Regions from separate parts of the Mus musculus genome. Here region 2 is linked to region 1. Evidence: chromatin contacts called from public HiCAR-type data. All regions are on one chromosome and are shown on one strand. The core of a region is the stretch at or near the end of the contact, and the rest is flanking DNA. Distances in the headings are between cores, read along the strand shown. Region 1 has its middle 9.2 kb from the start of Mir7230. Region 2 holds the start of Tmem119 (transmembrane protein 119).

Region 1 (2,741 bases), core at 180-2,679:
CCCAGGGTCTGAGAGTCAGTTGAAAGCCTTTAGCAAGACATTGCTTACTCTTGCTCTCATCGGGAGTCGGAAACCCGCAAACAAAAGACAAGAGTGTAGCAGCACCCAGTTAACACCACTCAATAAGATCCCGGCGGTGGGGGCGGCGGGGGCGGCGGGGGCGGCGTCGAGTTCCTGCTACCCACCCCAATGCTTTCTATTCCCTAACAAGAGATGCACCCTCAGCCTTTTGATTCGACATATTCAAAGGCTGCGCCACTCCCTAACCTCCACGTGGCTAATCCACCTTCCGATAATCCCAAATTTTAACTAAAACCTGTATTCCATCTTGGCCGCCCCAAACCCAGATGTGCAGCCCTCTTGGGCTGAGTCCCAGCTCTTACATGAAGGCTGTGCTCTCTGTCCCCGTTCCCACCCTTCATCCTCATCCCCCAACTTGCCGGGGACTCCTAAAAGCCCTGCCCTTGTCTTTGCCCAGCCATTGGCCGCCAGCAACTTTATTTACCAATCAAAACCAACCGAGGGTAGGGTTCCTTCCCTGCGGTTTCTCCTGCATTTTGAAAGACTTAGTTAGATTAACATAATACAAGCATCATTAGACCAACCCTCAACACAAAAGCTGCAGCAATCGCCCCCTCAAACCTACCCTCCTCCACTCCCCAGGGCCCCCGAATCCTCCGTATCAATTCTAGCAGCGTTGAATTCCAACTGTGGCGGACACTATTTGGGCTCAGAGTACGGGGTGCAGGCCCCGAGGCAGATTGAGATTAGAAGCTTGAGAGCCCTCTATGAACGTCCTCTGTGTTTTCGAATTGTGGATCTAGGCACCGACGGCATCTCCCTGTATGGGAAACTTAAAGGGCGGTTAGTGTGATCAAGGCTGTCCACTGGTGTCTGGATTAACTGAAAACTGGGTAATGACTGAAGTAAGTCCAAGCAATAGAGAGGGTAGCGATTGCCAAGCTGAGCAGTGGAGACAGGAGTTCAAGGATAAACTAGAAATGTGGCCACTCTCCCCGTGCTCCCTGCAGAGGACTAGCTGATCACTCTTGGGTTCACTAGTGCTCCTGAGGCACATACACGTGTGCTGCTTCGGGACAGTGAGGTGTCAGCATCCAGGCCCGGAGGGATTCCCAGCAGGCCCAGTTTAACAGAGGGGTGACCAGGGCCCGGAAAACTCTTGTCTAGGTGTGACCAGACCTTGGGAGCTAGTGGGGAGGGGGAGGGGCATGGTGCTGTCTGCAGGAGCCCTGCCCCTTGCTCCTGACCCTGCAGCAGAGCCCCAGCAGTTACCCCTAACTTCTACCGTGTGGGTCCCAAGGGGCTTGAGTGTCCCTCTGAGTAAGAACTCTTCCCACATCTGAGAGAGGCCCTCCCATGTGAGCATTTGGCAGATACTCATTGGACCTAAACAGGCTGCCCCGGGGCTGAGCCCAGGCAAAGCCTGAGTCATGAGGAAGAGATAGGACCTGCGCAGCAGCGATGGTGCAGGGCCCAGATCCCTCCACCCATGAGTAGGACACGGGATTGGGAATGGTGATCCGAAGCATTCCAGAGGCAATGCTAACACCATGTTGTCTGGATCACACAAGAGGTCTATCAGCCGCTATCAGTGATGACCTCACCGTGCCCATGCCCTCTGCCCTCCCAGCAAAAAGAATGACCACGGGGGCGCGGGGGCATGGGGGATCTACCTGTGACTACCCTGGGGGGAATCGCGTCACTGTCTAGTTTAAACCTGTTTCTAGACCAGACAAGATGTGGGCGTGCAGCCCACCAAAGGCTGACTGTCAGTTGACTTTTAGAAGCATAGGAAGGGATCCCTATCCCCACCGCACTTGTGTGGATTCCTCGCTCTGCAGTCTCCCGAGTCTGTCCTAAACCTGGGTCTGTCCCTGCTGACCTGTGACTTCCAGTCTGAAGACAAGAGCCTCGAAGACAAGAGGTCTTTTGCGTCTTCCTGCCTCCAACATAGCAAAGTGTCTAGCATGGCGCGGTGGCTGAAGAAGGAACAGAACAGGAAGGAAGTAACTCCGACTCCTTGGACTTCGGATGTCTGTACCATGTAGGACTCAGTTCAGCCTGGACACCTGCGTTCCACTTGCTCGATCCATGGGGGACTTGGAGGGGAGAACAGGGGATGGGGCAGCACTAAACAGCCGATGTGTAGACGCCATGAGGTGAGGATTCAGAGTCAGTCTAGCTACTCTTCCCAGCCGCTCTATATCTCTCCCTGGGAGCCCCAGCCCTCTCTCTAAGCCCCGCCCCCTGTGCAGAATGCCTCCTCTAAGCTCTGCCCCTCCGAAGAATGCCCTGGGCGCCATGAACTACTAAGTCCCTTGGTCTTGTAGCTGGTTCTCACTAGCATTTTGTCACAACAGATGTCTGTCAGGTGCCTCTGGGAAAATGTCCTCGGGATCGGGGTGGGGGTGGGGGGGGAATGTCTTAGGGCAGCCTCACTATGACAAGCCTGTTCCCGGGAGACGAAGTGACAGTCTGATGTTATTCCGTTGTGCAGTCTTTCCAAATAGCCGAATCCGAAATTGCCCTCAAGTCCAGAATCGCCTCATTTTTTATATGCAAATTTGCGTGAGCAAATTGCTTGACTGGATTCCTCCTGAAGGACTTCAGGTATGGTCTGAACCTATTTTGCGTTGAGCCGGACAGGACAGTAGCTGGGAGAATCCCTCCTGTTCCATGGTTGAGTTTACCGCGGCACCTGGCAATGCCTGGCCTAGCCT
Region 2 (2,741 bases), core at 71-2,570, 450 kb after region 1:
CGCAATGGGGATCCAAGAAAGCATTGACCTCTCTGTGGCACTTGCAATCAGCCAAAGGGGTGCAGAAGAAGAAGCAGAAACCATTCCTGTCTCTGAAGAACAAGACCCCCTACTCTCAGAACTTCACCCCCCCCCCCAGTCTCTCCTTGCTCCCAGAGAAAGGTAGCAGGTGACTAAACAAGAGGACTCAGGTCTGCATGGAGATGGTCATGGGACCCTTAAATTCTCCAAGCCTCAGTTTCCCCTCTGGGGAACAGAAGAACTGACCTGAACAGGTCTGAAATGATTGCTGATGTGCCAGACGTCCTTTGCCTGCCTGCTCCTATACAAGCACTCAGGATTCGCACCAGAGGGAACTCAGTCAGACTGTAAACAGCCTGCCCAACAGAGAGAGCCCCTGATGGAGAGGTGGCTCAGAACAGCTCGACTATACCCTCCCAAAGGGTTGGGCATGTCAACCCTTTGAGCTCCAGTTTCCACATCTGCGCAATGGGGACAGGTCACAGCAGTGCCTAGCATGTAATAAATGTTAGCAAGTGGATGCACTTGTCCAGTATGCTCTCCCTGCTAGACCCTCTGTCTTAAGAGCTTCTGTTTTAAATTGAGATGTCCATGAATATGCAGATGAGGCGAATCCACCCCGAAGGAAGGACTGGGTACCCAAGGACCTGAGACAGCTAACCCAGAGCCTCTGTTCTACCAGCCCTCACTCAGAAACGGATGGCCAGTGATGGAGAGGCAGGCCACAGAAACCTGGCTTCAATTAGGAGACTGGGGGGGGGGGGGCTGTGGCTGAAACATTGTATGCCTAGCCTATTCCCTCAGGGCCTGCCTGCAAGGACAGGGTCCTGGTCCCTCAAGAAGAGGCTTGGAAGGAGCCTGAGGTCTCAGAGTCTACACATAAGCTCACACACACACACACACACACACACACACACACACAAGTATTCCAAGTGGTGCATCAGACATCCCAAACACAGCCTACCGCAACACACGGGACAATACAAGTTTACACCAGCAGCACACTGGCCCTGGAAACGTCGCCCTGGCACCCTCTCTACATCCCAACTACACGCGTGCCGCCTTCATCCATGCTCACACATCTAATCACATATCTAATCACATGGGTGCTCACGGCCTCAAACACACACACAGATTGCACGCACACTTAGGGATTCTGCGGAGTTCTCCAAGAGTCCCCAGCAGCAGGAGGCAGAGACTTACCAGCTCTGGGTGAAGGACCGGGTGCAGCTGCCAGGTAGGCAAGCCAGGCCCGCTAGACGGTCTGACTGTCTGCCTGCCGTCTGCCGCCAGCTGCTCTGGCTGGTGCCTGCCCGCCTCGGCCTCCAGGCCCTCCCCTTTCCTCCTCCCTGCTGGGCTGGAGGGCCAGCTTGATTTCATTAAGAGGGCTTGGGGTGGGGACAGTGTGGGGCGGGACTATGCCGGGCCACCCACAGTCCCACCCTCTTCACACTCCAAGCTTGCTTCTTCTTGACCTCAGGTCCCCTGGGCAGGCTCAGACAGACTGACAGACAGAGGGGCTTCCAGGAGAACGTTCCCAGAACTCTGAGCTGAGGTCCGTCCCATCCCCCACACTCCCTGAAGGATGAGGTCAGGAAGATCTGGGGCCCCTGGAAGTGGGAAGGAAAAAATCTCCGTGGCGTGGCCCAATCCAGCTGTGACTCAGGATTTCCAAGCTTAGGGTGCAGAGTGGGAGTGGGGGTGTCTCAGGGAAACCTGGGGATGCTGAGATCAGGCACTGCCCGGGCCCTTCCTCCCCTGGCCTCAGTTTCTCCATTCTTAGGGGGTCAGGGTACTCCCTGAGGTACTGACATCCTGAACTCTGAGACCTCACTAAGCCCTAGTAGGGCAGTTTGAGCAGAAGCTATGAGCCCATTCCACAGAAGTGGAGAGGGGGTGGGGAGTTCAAATACCCTGAAGCACCATAGGTAACTGATCCATGGGACCTGGCACTCACTCATTCATTCATCCACTCACTCATTCATCCAGTCATTCACTCACTCATTCATTCATTCACTCACTCATCCACTCATTCATTCATTCACTCATCCACTCACTCATCTACTCACTCATTCATCCACTCACTCATTCACTCACTCATTCATTCATTCACTCACTCATCCTCTCATTCATTCACTCACTCATTCATTCATTCACTCACTCGTCCTCTTATTTATTCACTCACTCACTCATCCACTCATTCATTCATTCACTCACTCATCCACTCACTCATTCATTCACTCACTCATCCACTCACTCACTCATCCACTCATTCATTCATTTACTCATCCACTCACTCATCTACTCACTCACTCATCCACTCATTCATTCACTCACTCATTCACTCATTCATTCATTCACTCACTCATCCTCTCATTCATTCACTCACTCATTCATTCATTCACTCACTCATCCTCTCATTCATTCACTCACTCACTCATCCACTCACTCGTCCTCTCATTCATTCACTCACTCATTCACTCACTCACTCATTCATTCATTCACTCACTCATCCACTCACTCATTAATTCACTCACTCATCCACTCACTCACTCATCCACTCATTCATTCATTCACTCACTCATTCACTTGTTTGTTTCAGTAAATGGCTGACACACCCTGACACTGAAGATCAGACAGAGCTGAGCAGGACCCAGCCAGTCAAGACACAGACACAGACCTGCCTCTAGGAACTCACAGGCTTCTAGAGCTGTGTGCGC

What was found. HiCAR-type assays count read pairs that join an accessible place to other places.
Region 2: a HiCAR-type map of embryonic stem cells shows a contact between it and region 1, with 5 times the contacts expected there. The contact joins the promoter of Tmem119 here to the enhancer-like site in region 1. A contact is called at or near these places in 8 of 39 promoter capture datasets (cranial neural crest, embryonic stem cells, frontonasal cranial neural crest and 4 more), 2 of 484 Hi-C or Micro-C datasets (regulatory T cells and thyroid gland) and 6 of 115 datasets of contacts at active chromatin or transcription factors (embryonic basal ganglia, embryonic hindbrain, embryonic midbrain and 2 more).

Annotation. Positions count from the first base shown.
Region 1 is chr5:113,345,457-113,348,197 of GRCm38.p6, forward strand. No RefSeq gene overlaps it. Among named protein-coding and RNA genes, the nearest start is that of Mir7230, 9.2 kb to the left of the region's middle. Within about 2 kb of position 1,430, at least 9 of the 459 cell types and tissues checked have an H3K27ac peak or open chromatin away from gene starts, as enhancers often do. A contact at or near this core is called in embryonic stem cells, where this site is marked.
Region 2 is chr5:113,799,076-113,801,816 of GRCm38.p6, forward strand. Tmem119 (transmembrane protein 119) reads right to left here and starts at 1,321. Exons shown (of 2, transcript NM_146162.3): 1 at 1,225-1,321. It overlaps Gm42004 (a long non-coding RNA gene), which reads left to right and starts at 1,491. Exons shown (of 5, transcript XR_878692.2): 1 at 1,491-1,576.